Linked DNA regions of Mus musculus: all the other regions are linked to region 2. The links are chromatin contacts, called in public HiChIP or PLAC-seq maps. All regions are on one chromosome and are shown on one strand. Each heading gives the region's core, a stretch centred on a gene start, on an enhancer-like site or on the middle of the called end of the contact. The rest is flanking DNA. Distances are from core to core; before and after follow the strand shown. Region 1 holds the start of Zbed3 (zinc finger, BED type containing 3). Region 2 overlaps Pde8b (phosphodiesterase 8B). Region 3 overlaps Aggf1 (angiogenic factor with G patch and FHA domains 1).

Region 1 (4,055 bases), core at 195-2,694, 290 kb after region 2:
TTATCAACCTCACTGCATCTGAAACTAGCTAAAACCCCAAAATGAAAGGCACACCTGTGAGGGATTTTTACCTAATTTGAAGTGGGGAGATCCACTTCTAATCAGGAATCTTTGAGGTAAAAAGACACACCTTTAATCTTTTGAGCCAGAAAAACCCCACCCCTAATCTGGGCCACGCCTTCTGCTGGAAGCCTATATAAGGACACGGGAGAAGACAGCTTTTTGCTTTTTGCCACTGTACTCTGGCCTAACTGGCAAGTCCATCGCCAGCGGCGGCGGTTACTCCTGCAGGATTCCAGCTTCTATTGAAGACCAGCTGAGACACAACTACTAGATTCTTGGATTTTCCATTCATAGACAGCTACTGTTGGGTTAGCTGGACCACAGCCTGTAAGTCATTCTAAAACTTCCCCCTTTCTCTATATAAAGAGAGGAATTCGGTTTGTAAGTTCTGTTACTCTAGAGAATCCTTACACACTTTTTAAAATGTGTTTTCGTTCATTTGTTTGTTTGTTTTACTGGTTTGCTGGGTTACAAAAGAATATGATCAAAATATATTGTATGAAAACATTTAGGTCAATCTTGAAAGAGGGGAATCTAATAATCTCGCCATTGCAAAAGTATTCCTTTCGTGATACCCAACAAGATTTTTCTTTTCTCTGAAATTCTTGGCATAGAAGAAAGTCAACAAATAGGTCTATCAGGTGTGTGTGTGTTTAAGTGAGGAGGGTTATAATATTTCCACTGCAAAACACGTGCTCTGCATGAGCAAGGTGCTCCTCCCCAGCGCCACTTGAACCAAAGCAGTTAACATGGATTGTATTACCTACAAAAGAATTTCTTGGTTTTTTGGTTTTTTGTTTTTTTTTGTTTTTTTTACATTTATATCTTTTTGCTTATTGTCTTCTAGCAAGGCTTCGTGCCCATTGTTCATGTGACTTACTTTGACTAATAGAATGTGAGCAGAGCAGTATGTGGGCTGAAGAGATGATTGGGGTGGGGGGGCGGGGAGTCGGTTACCGCCGATCCATCGCCCTCTTCTGGATTCCACTGACACTGCACCCATGCATGCACAGACACCCACCACCACCACCACCACGCAAAAACACTAAATTAAAAAGCAACAAATTAGTGACTTTTGTTTTGTTTTTATGAATGAAGGGCAGAACGTGCCAGCTGTGCGTTAAGAGCTAACTGGTGCGTTCTTGAATTTGGCAAGTCACTTCCTTGCGACTATTTATAGATTAAAAATCTGTATGGTGGGAATATTTGAACGGCTGGAACAGCAAAACGCTACACAACAGGATTGCCCGTCAGCCTGCAAAGCCCCAAGGCTCTCGCCCGCACCTCAGCGGGCTGGTCTTGAAAAAGGTTTCTCTTTCCACCTGGAGCGTGGAATGCAGAAACCCGCCTTAGAACGCAGCCGCTAGCGGCTGATGTAACTGTAAATCACGCAGACGCTGTTAACTGAATATAATGAAGACAAAGGTAGTTCCCTGTGCTGGTGGTTTGGGTGGACACCTTTTCCTCCTAAGACCTTGATTGCAAGGACTTCTGACTAGTGCCATATCAGAGGCCTTAATCTGTAAGAATGCGAGCGAGCAGTGCGCCCAGCTGAGGATCTGGACCCGCTGAATCCAAGGGCTTGGAAGGTTAACGCGCAAACGTGCAGAGCCACGGTTAAAACGCTTTCAGCATCCCTGCGCTATTATTGCACCGTTTAAAAACCTCCGACAGATTTCAATTCGTTAAACTAGTTCTCCATCCGTTACTCTAAACTCCTCCCGGACCGGATGGTTTAGCAGCGGCGCCCCGGCGTCCAGACCACGCGTCACCGCCCCCCATGGACGCCCCGAGACGCGCAAATTGAGCGCTGTGTCTTTAAGGGGGAATCGGCCTTTTCCGTCCAGGACAAAATGTCTGCGAGGAGCCCGGAGGCGAGGGGCGACCATCGCGGCGTCCGGGTGAGCGTGGCTGGCTGGGGCTCGGTGGCGTGGCTTGGCTTGGCGGGAGCGACCGCAGGGACACCAGGGGCTGCAGTGATCTCAGGGGCCCGCGGGGACGTCCGGGATCGGAGAAACCGCGGGGTGGAGGGGTGCGGGGGACGCCACGCAGGACCTCGGGGACTTCGGGAGCCCCTAGGCCGTGGGATCCAGGGTCGCAGCCGCGGGGTCTGCAGGGGATGCCTACCACCCCAGGCTTGGCGGAGGGGCCCAGCCTGCGGGCTTCCGGAACCTTCTGGAGCGTCTCCGCTCTCTTTGGTTAACCAGCTCCGGGGGGTGGGGGGTGGGGAAGAGGGGGAACTGTCCCCGTAAAGTTGCCTCGGTGGAGAGTGACTTTGAGCCTCATGCGCTAATTGCGACTTGGTTAATGTTTCCCACCTGTGTGTGTGTGTGGAGGGGGGGGGGGGGGCTGTAAGAAAACCGGTGTAAACCAGAGTAAACCAGAATCTCCTCCTCCACTGGACACAAAAGAGTTTCCTGATCCGGGCCTGGCTCACTGGAGCCTTTGGTTGTGCAAGCCTTCTGTGGCCGGCTTAAAGCTTTACTAAAAAGAATAGGATTTTCCTTCATTGGAAAAAAAGTACCTGCCATTGCTGAGCTCCAAAGGTGTTTAGAACAGCTGTTGAATAGTTTCGTGAGTTGAGATAATTAGTGGTGTTCTGAATTTTTTATTTTATTTTTTTTTTTAAGACGGGGTCTGTTTCCTTGGGTGACCTGAAACTTGCCTGTGTAGACCAGGCTGACCTGGATCTTACAGAGACTACCTGCCTCTGCCTCCCAAGGGCTTGGATTAAATTCATGGGATTAAATTCCTGGTGATTCCAGTACTGTTTATTAGTGCACACTTTGGCCTCAAATAGTTCAAGGCAAGTGACAATAAGAAGCATAGGAAATGTTGTTTTTTAAAGTGCTAATCCATACCACATAATTCAAAAGCCACATGTGTGTGTATATGTATGTGTACATATACATATATATTAATGCAGAGCTGAAAGAAAGGTGCACTTTCGGGCATAGTGCATTATTTTACAAGGCTTTAATAGTGCTTTGGTGGCTTTTAGCTAATGGTAGAAATAGCTGAGAGTTCAGCTTACAGCATTCACGTGGCTTTTTTTGCTTCACTAAATAGCTATGAATCCAGTACTTTATTTTTTTTTAACAGCCCATGTAAAATCTTTTTCTGAATATTTTCCCACTTAGCTCTTTGCTTCACAATACGTTGCAATCATTTTCACTGACTTAAAAGTTTGTTATGGGAATGCTCCCACCACCGTGTGCTCATGACCATGAGGATGCCTGAGGGTCCGATTCCACAGAGCCTGGCTTACAGGCAGTTATTGGAGCAGCTGGACTGGGAGGCTCGGGGTGGAGCTCTGCCCTCCGGAAGAGCGGTCAGCGCTCAGAACCACGGTCATCTCTCAGGCCCCTTCCCCAGCTTTTAATTTCATGTTATGCCTTCAGGCTAATAATTACAGACGAATAGTCCTGGTTGTCTGGGTCTGTTTATGAATGAGCCCAATGGCAGGAAACTGATAGGTGAGCAGAGCTGGGCAGATCACAGGTGAGTGGATTACAGCTCCTTGGCACTGCGGCTGTGGAGGGTAATTAATTACTCAATTATGTGTGCTTTGATTTAACCTCTGTTGGATGAAGTAATCGCAGGCCGTTAGTGTTTCACATAATCTGTGAATTTCAGTTTTTCCCGTTAGATCCAGGCTCAATCAACACACCCCTGTTTATTGCTCTGCCTGGCAAATCCGGCTGAAGCGATCGGATCGGTCAAACGGGACTGCACCTCAGTTGTTTCCTTTTGAAAACATTTCCTGGTTCTTTGGCCTCTGGCCTACCCAGTTCTTATGGGTGCAAGCATAAGCTTATGGGTGGTTTGTAAGTGACCTGTATGCGTGAAACGAAGCAAGGGAGGTCTCAAAGGTGCGTGTCAAAGCACGGGGCTTTAGAGCTAATGGAAAATGGAGCCGTGGTGCCCTTAGGGATGGTTGAGACGGCTTATGGTGGCTCTGAGGGAGAGCACAACCAGAAGGCCCAAACTGA
Region 2 (4,569 bases), core at 2,060-4,559:
GTGAAGCATGGATATTTGGGCCAAAATGCAAGAGGATGTGTGTTCGGCAGTCTCTGAAGACATGGTTATGCAGTGCTATGTACCTACTGGGGGAATGCCAGTGGCCCAGGGCATGGAACCAGGTCTGTATGTATGCATTCACACCAATTTCACAGAGCCTGGAGAACTATCCTCTCCAAGAGGCACCATGGGTTTGTATGAAGCCGTTAATTAGCTCTCCAGAGCTGGGCCAAGCTGAAAGACAGCCTGACGTGTAGTGGGATTTTGTTGTGAGGTTGGTCCTCTTTATTGGACTCCTGAGGGAAGACAGTTCTAGACGCTGTTTTCCCAACACCCTAAGAAGGTATTGTTTACTGCAGACCATGTGTCGGGCAGTAAATCTCAAACAGAATTGGAGGTATGAAGAGATGACTGTCTCAATTCCAAACTCAGTCATTCTGTGTAGTTTTATGCTCAAAACGTCAAGATACTTATTTGTTCCTCTCTACCTCTGCCAGGAGGAAACCCCTGGCTTGTGTGATGGCATCCGTGGGAGATGGGGATCAACACGGATGAGCTGGCAATCTTCCTCTCCCTAGGTTGGTCATGTGATGGGTTCTATAGCCAGCGTCCTTACTGATCATCAAGTTACCTTCAGAACATTTATTCTACCTTTTACAGGACTGGAAACTTATGCCTTTCAGGAGCTATGGAACACACTTATGGTTTCCGAGGAGACAGCCAATTTCATGTTAGTAAAGGGTGAACATTCTGTCTTATTTCTAAAGCCCAGAGTCGTAAGGCGCATAAGTGAGGTTCATGGTAAACTTCTCTCTTTTTAAAATTTTTATTTAAAAAAAACATTTTGTATATTTTGAACATATTCTTCTTATTTTCTTCAGGTCCTCCATACTTCCCTACAGATTTTCAATGTTATTTTGTCTCTTTTTATTGTATTTTTTATTGGGGGGGGAACATGATGCATTTATAAAAAAAGAAAAAAAGCTTACATTTTTGTTTTTTTAGTCACACAGTTAGCTTTAATTATCAATTTGACAATATCATGGGCTCTTCCAGGAAGGGAGTCTTAGTTGAGGGATTGCCCAGATCAGATCAGCCTATGTAGGCCCATCTCTGTGGGATTGTCTTGAGTGTTAATTGTTGTGGGAAGATCAACCTATTGATGGCAGCATCCCCAGACAACTGGTTTTGATCTATAAGGAAAGTGGCTAAGCGCGAACTGGTGAACGTGTCCGTGAGCTTCCTTCCTCCCTCCATGGTGTCTGCCATACTTCCTTGGCTGGGAGTGAGTTCCCGGTCAGAATTAGTGCTGCATGAAGTAGCAGCATTTCTGCCTTCAGACTCCTGGTCTTGAGGTCTTGCTTAACTCCCCTCCAGGAAACACTGACTGAGAACAAATAAACCTTTTCTTCCCCGACTTGCTTTTCATGAGAGATTTTATCGCAGCAATAAAAAAGAACTAATATATGGTTCACTTTGATGATACCACCGGCAAGAGCCAGGTTCTGTAAAGCATTCCCTAGCTTTGAGATCCTATGAGTCCAGGAACAGAAGTGAAAATGAATAGGTCTTCCTGCCACACCCTATTCATCCTGCTCACCGGGGCTCCTCCGTCTAGCACTGTGTCTCAGGGCCTGCCTGAGGGATTGCAGTGGGCAGCTGCCAGCCTCCTCTCCTTCCCCAGCTCCAGGCTGATAATCACCTCACGCTGGAGAGGCAGAAAATGCTTCGGTGCCAGAGCAGGCTCTGGGAGAGACACGCGCCAGTATCTCACTACACAGGCTCGCTCACCTCTGCTCTCCCAGAAGCACACTGCACTCGCTCATTACGTAGGAGCCCTTACCTCAGCTGCCAGTGGCTTGTTGATGCTGTTCACGAATTTGTTCACGTGCTCGAAGTGTTTTGTCATCTCTGTAGCCAAAACCATGTCGATAATAGCCTGGCGCAGCGTTCGATAGTGGTTCCTAAATAATAAGAGGACAAAGTTCCCTGCTCACACCATGCCCAAGTCAGAAGTGCCCTGATGCTCTGCCTCCCCACAGCCCAGGACAGAAGGGGTCAGAGTCAAGTGACTGCTAATCCTAGACTCCATCCGCTCAGCCCCCGCCCCCCAGTAAGCCCATGTTGATGCCACTCCACGTTCTCCAGTGACAGCTGACTCTTCTGCACAGCCATGCTAAGAGAAATGAAAGTGCACATCATGTGACAAGCAACTGTTTCGAATGGTAGTTTCCATCCCTTCCTGTGAAAACACTGGAACAAGGAAGTGGAAGGGACAGAAACAAAGTGGCAGTCTGCTGAGGTTTGACTGTGCCCTGTGTAGACCGGTTCCTACTGGAGAGAACTGCCAATCTCTTCCGATGGTGCTGAGGGAGATTTTCCTTTCACATAATCCTGTAACCTGTAAATGTCTGATGTTTGCAGTGGTTGGAACAACAGCTCAAGGTTATCAGAAAACCCCTATCATGTACTAACTCTAAGAGACTGAATGAAGAGCTAAGCAAACCAGCTTGATACGCTAGAACTTAAGTCTGAATTAGAACAACCGCTCTCTGTAACCATAGAGATTTTTCTAGAGCCTAAACTGGTAAGTTCATGTAGACAGTGTCATGAGGCCCAAGCGACCACCAGGCCTTTGCCCAGGACTCTGCTCAGCAGCTTGCTGGTGCGGTATAGGAAATAGCCGTAGCCTGACCACACAGTTGTTAGCAGGTAAGAATTGTTCCACCACGTCACATCACGGTGCTGTTTGCAGATGTTCTGAGAGCATCTCTCTCTGTGAGAAGGAAACCTGTCTCATTCCCAGCATCCTCACTGGGACCTCCTCATGGGGATGGATGCTTAGCCCAAACTCAGCTGGAAATGCAGGATTATACATTGTCTTTGAGCCACAGGGAGGAAGATAAAAATATTTGATAGACTTGTTAGTGAGGCCATCAACATTTAGGCAGTGCTTTTCAGTGCATAACAAACATTTATTTTTATGGACTTACTGAAGGCTAAATGAGATTTTTTTTAGAGCAGGAAAGGCAGTCTGAAAAGTTCAGATGGGCAAAGCTGGTTTATAACCTGATACAGTGAAGAGCCACTGTTTCATTCCCATCTATCCAGAGAAACCAGAGAAAACTCAGCTTCATTTTTAGCTTCACAGACCTAGCCCCGGGAGCCCAATCACGCCAAACCTGTCAATATTCTTGAAAATGTTGCACTTGGTGTCCTTGACTGTGAGCTGGAAGGCCAGGGCTGTGTGGTGACTCTCCAAGACTGCAGTGTCATTGTAGAGCACAGCGAGCTCGCTGCCGGCGTTGCACAGGAAAGAGTTGGTCCTTCCGGGGTGATCCACGTCGTGGACTGTGGCAGCAATCAGAGCAGCCACCTCATCCAGCTGGTCCAGGCTTCCCTGGGGGAGGGGGAGGATACAGAACATTATTCACAGGCTTCTAGACACCAGCATCCATCTCTGTCTCTTGGAGAGAGAAGGGCTTGGGGCTGGAACCTTTGGAATTTCCTTTCGGTTTCCTCCTAGTCTTAGCAGAAAGGTAGCCTTGGGCACACGGTGGCACTGTCCTGTGCTGTGTATTCTCTTGAGAACACAGAAGCTACAACACCTGAACTGTCTATAGTCTGTTTGCTGGTTCTTTGACAAAGAAGCCAAGCAGGTCTTTTGAATTGATGCTGTGACGCTCTGCCATGATGCATGGAAAGTAGCCGGCATCACAGATATTCCTTACACATCAGCTTCTGCAGGCATATTGGAGGGCCAGTTGTAAATAGCACAGCTAGCTCACAGGATGAATGGGACAGTAACTGGAGCTTGGCAGTGAGGCAGAGGCAAGATGGAAAGCTTATCAAGAAATGCAGGGGCTGGGCTCACAGGCAGCAAAGGCTTAGAGAAACTCACCAGACCTTCACTATGCTAATGCTGAGCTCAAATGACAGCAAGTATTCTTCTTAGCCAGTAAGTTAGTAGAAAGCTGGCAGATGGGGTGTTATGTAAGACACTGTATTATGAATTCATTCCATGTCAGATGCCTAAAGGCGTCAGGTACTGTGCACAGCACCAGAGATGAAGCAGTGATAGATACTAATGGGTGAGATTAGATAAAAAGAGTCCCAACTTCCCGAGAGTGTAACCATGGGGCTGGGCAGAGCAGGGCAGCACTGATCGCTGACCATCATGTGGTGATGGGAGTGCACTGCCTCTGTGGAATGCAGACAAAGCCTATTATATACAGCTCCTGAACGCTTGCCTATGGCCAGTGCGATGGAGGACCTCCTCAGCTTTATTCAGTAGCTGTGTATGGTTAACGACTACTGTGATGGTTGGTATATGCTTGTCCTAGGGAGTGGCACTATTGGGAATTGTGTCCTTGTTAGAGTAGGTGTGTCTCTGTTAGAATGGGTATGTCACTGTGGGTGTGGGCTTTGTCCTAGCAAGTCAGTCTTCTACTAGTAGCCTTCAGATGAAGAGGTAGAACTCTCAGCTCCTCCTGCACCATGCTTGCCTGGATGCTACCATGTTCCTGCCTTGATGATAATGGGCTGATCCCCTGAACCTGTAAACCAGCC
Region 3 (4,260 bases), core at 191-2,690, 320 kb after region 2:
TAACCCAGGCCCAGAAAGACAAAATGTCATATTCTCACATTTCACACATGCTATGTGGAAATATTAAATTGGTGCATTTAACCTGGAGTGTCTGCAGGACCTGAAAGGCAGAGCAAGCCCATGGGAGGAAGGGGGGAAAGTAGAGCTTATGTAACATGGGGCTAACATTTGTGGGGAGTGGGGTGACCCAGAAATAAAGACTGAGAAAGCCCCTTCTGGAACTCCACTGTTTTGGAAGTCACTTTAAAAACAGTTCCCACAAAGGACTCTGACTAGAGGTGGGCTGCACGCGTGGACAGGAACAAATGTGTCAGTACTCAGCCCTACAGACCACACACTAAGCGTACATGCAGTGCGCCTCGTCCACAACCTCGCCAGCTAGACACAGGCTGCTCCACTCACACACGGTGAGACATGAGGGGGGAAGGGGGCTCAATGGTAAGAGGGACTTGTAGAGTATCAGCCCCCCACACACTTGGTGCTTCACATACCCAGAGGCTCGTCCTTTCTATCGAGGCGGAGGTGAGCTCTGACCTGCCCCGGCTCACAGCCATCGCACGTCTCACTGCCAGGGTGAATGTGAAAAGACAGCACAGTCTCCCCAATTTTCACTTCGTCGCCGTGTTCGAGGACGTAAGGATCACATTTAGTTTTTGGCTAGATGAGAAATTTTGAATGAAACAGAAATACAAAATGGTTATTATGTCTATGGTAGTGAAAAGTTGAGAAAAGGAGAGGCATGCACACTTCCACAACCTGATGGACAGACAGTGAAAAAGACTACCAGGATCATGGCAGCAGCTCAGTGGAAGAACATACACTTACCATGAACCAAACTCTGAGCTCCACCCATGATCCCTTACAGTATTCCCCAAAAGCTACTTATAATCCCGATCTTATCAAAGCCCACCAGTTTTCTTACCATTGAAGTCCATCTGGACTTCAATCTGTTAGCAAAACACATATTAATCAGAGGAAAGTTATATGTGAAGAAGTGATTACCTTCCCTCTTCTTTAAAAAAAAAAATGTGCTCTGTGTGTCTGTCTGTGCGTGCATAAGCTGTTACATAGGCCCTGGGATCAGTACTCTGATTCTAACGATACCACGGTAAATACTCTTAACCCCTGAGTGACCTCTCAGTTTTTCTTATAATTTCTTTCTTTCATTCTTAAAGCATAAGAATAAGGCCTCCTTGGTGGTTTATATTACCAACTTGACAGGATCTAGAACCACTTACAGTCTCTGAACACACCATGGGGGTGACCTCTGGGCATGCCAGTGAGGGATCATCTAGATTAGGTTAACTGGGGGGACAGATCCACCTGAACGGTGGTGGCCCCAGGCCATGGCTGGGTTCCTAGACTGAGCAAAGAGGAGAAACTGGGCTTAGTGCTGGCATTTTCTCCCTGTGCTTCCTGAAGTCCAACATAATATAACCCCCCTGCTTCCCAGTGACCCGCTTCCCCGTGATGGACAACTCTTCTCCTTTCCTCAGTTCCTTTGTCAGGGTTTTTAGTTTTAGTTTTTAGAAAAGTCCTAGTTTACCATTATTTTTATTAAGACAAAGGGGGGGCAGTTAGGGCTGTCCAGTGGTGTGTCAGAGGGAGAGCATCTGCTTGATGTGCAGGAAGAACCTGGGCTAGAATCGCAGAGCACATGGGAAGAAGGAGGGCCACCAAAGCTGCTTCTATGAACATTCAGTGCTGGGCTGTGGAATGACTCAGCAGGAAGAGGAACTCCACCAAGCTGACCTCCACACGTGGAGGCCATACACACATATATAGTTAATCTAAATAAGCTTTGTGGTACAGTCATACCTAAAAGTAGCAACAGAGATATAATCAGAAGTCAAAACTCAACAGGCCAATAGCTACTAAATATTTTTTTCTAGCCCTTTCTGGAAAATTCCAACCAAGTTATAAATTTGTGCTTGAATTGTGATCTGTAACGACTAGAACCTAAGCTCAGATAAGGAAGTATGGGTAAACTACACATGAACGTACCTGAAGAATCTGTTTCCCGTTGACAATGGTACCATTCTGGCTGCCCTGATCCACAAGAACGTAGCTTTGCAAGTCATGGTCGAAGTAAACTTCTGCGTGGAACTTAAAGGAAAGCAACCAAGCAATTACAAAGAACTGCACACTTTCAACCCAGAGCGAACTTCACTGGTGTGCAGCAGTGTAGGCATGAGTCTCTGATCATTTCACCTCATTTCTCTTAATGTTTTTTTTCTGAGTACAAATTATTACAAGTTTCTGGTAGAAATATGGAGGCTATACTTCCTATGCTTCCATCTTTAACTATGATGAAAAATTTGTATATATCCTGCTTCTTCTATTTTTAAAACATAAGTAAGATTATACTATACATACAATGTGATTTTTTTGTTTTTGGCCTAACATAAGCACTACCACTGCCTATTTGAAATAATTACAATTCTCAATACATACTAACTTGAAACACTCATTCTCACGGAAGCAAGTTCTCCATGTGTTCACATCAGAGTGGCCTGACCTCCCTTCCCCTGCTGCACAGCGGCCTGACCTCCCTCCCCTGCTGCACAGCGGCCTGACCTCCCTCCCCTGCTGCACAGCGGCCTGACCTCCCCTGCTGCACAGCGGCCTGACCTCATTACTGCAGAGCGTGCGCTTCATACATTGTGCAGCTGCTTCACAGGGCTAGCAGTACGCCATACAGTGTCCACGAAGTGGGTACAACGATCCTCCCTTCACCTAGTATATGAATAACCCCACACTCAAGGCTTGTAAAGCTGGACATCTAGGCTTTCCGGGGGCTTATTATCTTTAAAACTTTGCTGTGGGCAGGCTGGAGAGACGGTTCAGTGGTTAGAGCACTGGCTGTTTTCCAGAGGACCTGAGTTGGATCCCCAGCACCCACATGGCAGTTCATCTACACACAGACTTCTAACCATCCGAGTCCCAGGTAATCCATCCTTTTCCTCTGCCTCTGTGTGCATGAGGCACCCAACTGGTACACAGACACACATGCAAGCGAAACACTCGTACACATACACTTTTTTAAATTAAAAAAAAAACTGTCATGAGCCTTCTTGCATACATAGTATCTGTGCATAATCCAACTATCTCTCTGAGAGATGATATACTTAAGAGATGGAATTGTCAAATTACCGTATATGTAAATTTTATTTAAATTTAAAATGGTCAATTATTTTGTGTATGTGTACATGAGGTACACTGGATGCACACCTGGCATTCCGGGGTGTGGGTGTGCCAGATGCATGTACAGAAGTCAGAGGACAACTTACACGAGTTGGTTCTCTCCTCCTACCATGTAGTTTCTAGGGATCAAACTACCTTGACAAATTATCTCGCTTTCAGCTGGCCCCTATATGCAAACTTCTAATCTTAAACTAAATACTGCCATATCGCTTTCCAAAATAGATATGTCCCCATTGTCTATGAGAATTCTTGTAGCTTCAAACACTCTTAACCAGACTTGGCTATTGTCAGGATTTAAATTTTCTATTAATCTAGTGATATGTAATATCAAGTTTTACCATTGATCTTATCTTTCTCTGATTTCTATTGAAAATCTTTTTAGCAAAGGGTTCTTTTATTACTCTTAATTATGTATATGTGTATAGGTCTCTGTGTGAATCTGTACAGATGCCCCAAAGGCCAGAGGCATCAAATCCCTAACTGTGAGTCTACCTATCTCCAGCCCTGAGAACCTCTGCTCACTATTTACCAGCCACTTGGGCTCCTCTGCCTGATACTTTCTGTAGTCAAACTGTCTAGAGTAACTTTATAAAAATTTTAAATGATTACAAATGTTTTCACACTGCCAAATCTTATCCCAAAAATCTCTTCTAAACTGAGCTCCCAAAAGGAACAATTTTTAATAAGTATGTGAATAAAAATTCTGTCTTGCCTTCACATCTGCATGGCCTGTGACTCCAGTGACTTCTCACGTGTGAGCCAGGACGTTCTCTATATGGTGAACCGACTGTACCTTTGACTCACTGATCTACTGACATCACAGTGGAGCTGGAGAAAATACGTTTGTACAAAACCTACATACATCTGTCATAGCTTTCTGATGGCCATCACTGTCTGCCTTTTTAACTTGCTTAACCCACAAGAAGCTTTGAACTTAGTCAAAATCAGCTATGTGTGAATTTTACTGTCTTTTTAAAACCTAATATAGACTCCTGTTCAATGCTCAAGTATTTCTGTTTTTTTCCATGATGAACGGAAGGTTTTTCAATCAACACA

Evidence for each region. HiChIP or PLAC-seq counts read pairs in DNA pulled down with a chosen protein or histone mark.
Region 1: a contact with region 2 is called in an H3K4me3 HiChIP or PLAC-seq map of bone marrow-derived macrophages, with 5 times the contacts expected there. The contact joins the promoter of Zbed3 here to the enhancer-like site in region 2. A contact is called at or near these places in 11 of 39 promoter capture datasets (the 3T3-L1 cell line, the C10 cell line, Sertoli cells and 6 more), 1 of 15 datasets of contacts at CTCF or cohesin (the NIH/3T3 cell line), 6 of 484 Hi-C or Micro-C datasets (B cells, cerebral cortex, cortical neurons and 3 more), 28 of 115 datasets of contacts at active chromatin or transcription factors (the SCID.adh cell line, SST interneurons, VIP interneurons and 18 more) and 4 of 9 other capture datasets (adipose tissue, embryonic stem cells, macrophages and 1 more).
Region 3: an H3K4me3 HiChIP or PLAC-seq map of bone marrow-derived macrophages shows a contact between it and region 2, with 4 times the contacts expected there. The contact joins two enhancer-like sites. A contact is called at or near these places in 1 of 15 datasets of contacts at CTCF or cohesin (the NIH/3T3 cell line), 18 of 484 Hi-C or Micro-C datasets (the AML12 cell line, the C2C12 cell line, CD4 T cells and 12 more), 3 of 115 datasets of contacts at active chromatin or transcription factors (astrocytes, bone marrow-derived macrophages and embryonic stem cells) and 1 of 9 other capture datasets (embryonic stem cells).

What each region holds. Positions count from the first base shown.
Region 1 is chr13:95,323,381-95,327,435 of GRCm38.p6, forward strand. Zbed3 (zinc finger, BED type containing 3) reads left to right here and starts at 1,445. Exons shown (of 2, transcript NM_028106.3): 1 at 1,445-1,964.
Region 2 is chr13:95,030,987-95,035,555 of GRCm38.p6, forward strand. It overlaps Pde8b (phosphodiesterase 8B), which reads right to left. Exons shown (of 22, transcript NM_001374003.1): 18 at 3,183-3,400; 19 at 1,844-1,964. Among named protein-coding and RNA genes, the nearest start is that of Gm41025, 17 kb to the right of the region's middle. Within about 2 kb of position 3,310, at least 65 of the 459 cell types and tissues checked have an H3K27ac peak or open chromatin away from gene starts, as enhancers often do. A contact at or near this core is called in SST interneurons, Sertoli cells, VIP interneurons and 7 more, where this site is marked.
Region 3 is chr13:95,356,706-95,360,965 of GRCm38.p6, forward strand. It overlaps Aggf1 (angiogenic factor with G patch and FHA domains 1), which reads right to left. Exons shown (of 14, transcript NM_025630.3): 9 at 2,005-2,106; 10 at 492-657. Among named protein-coding and RNA genes, the nearest start is that of Aggf1, 17 kb to the right of the region's middle. Within about 2 kb of position 1,441, at least 25 of the 459 cell types and tissues checked have an H3K27ac peak or open chromatin away from gene starts, as enhancers often do. A contact at or near this core is called in bone marrow-derived macrophages, where this site is marked.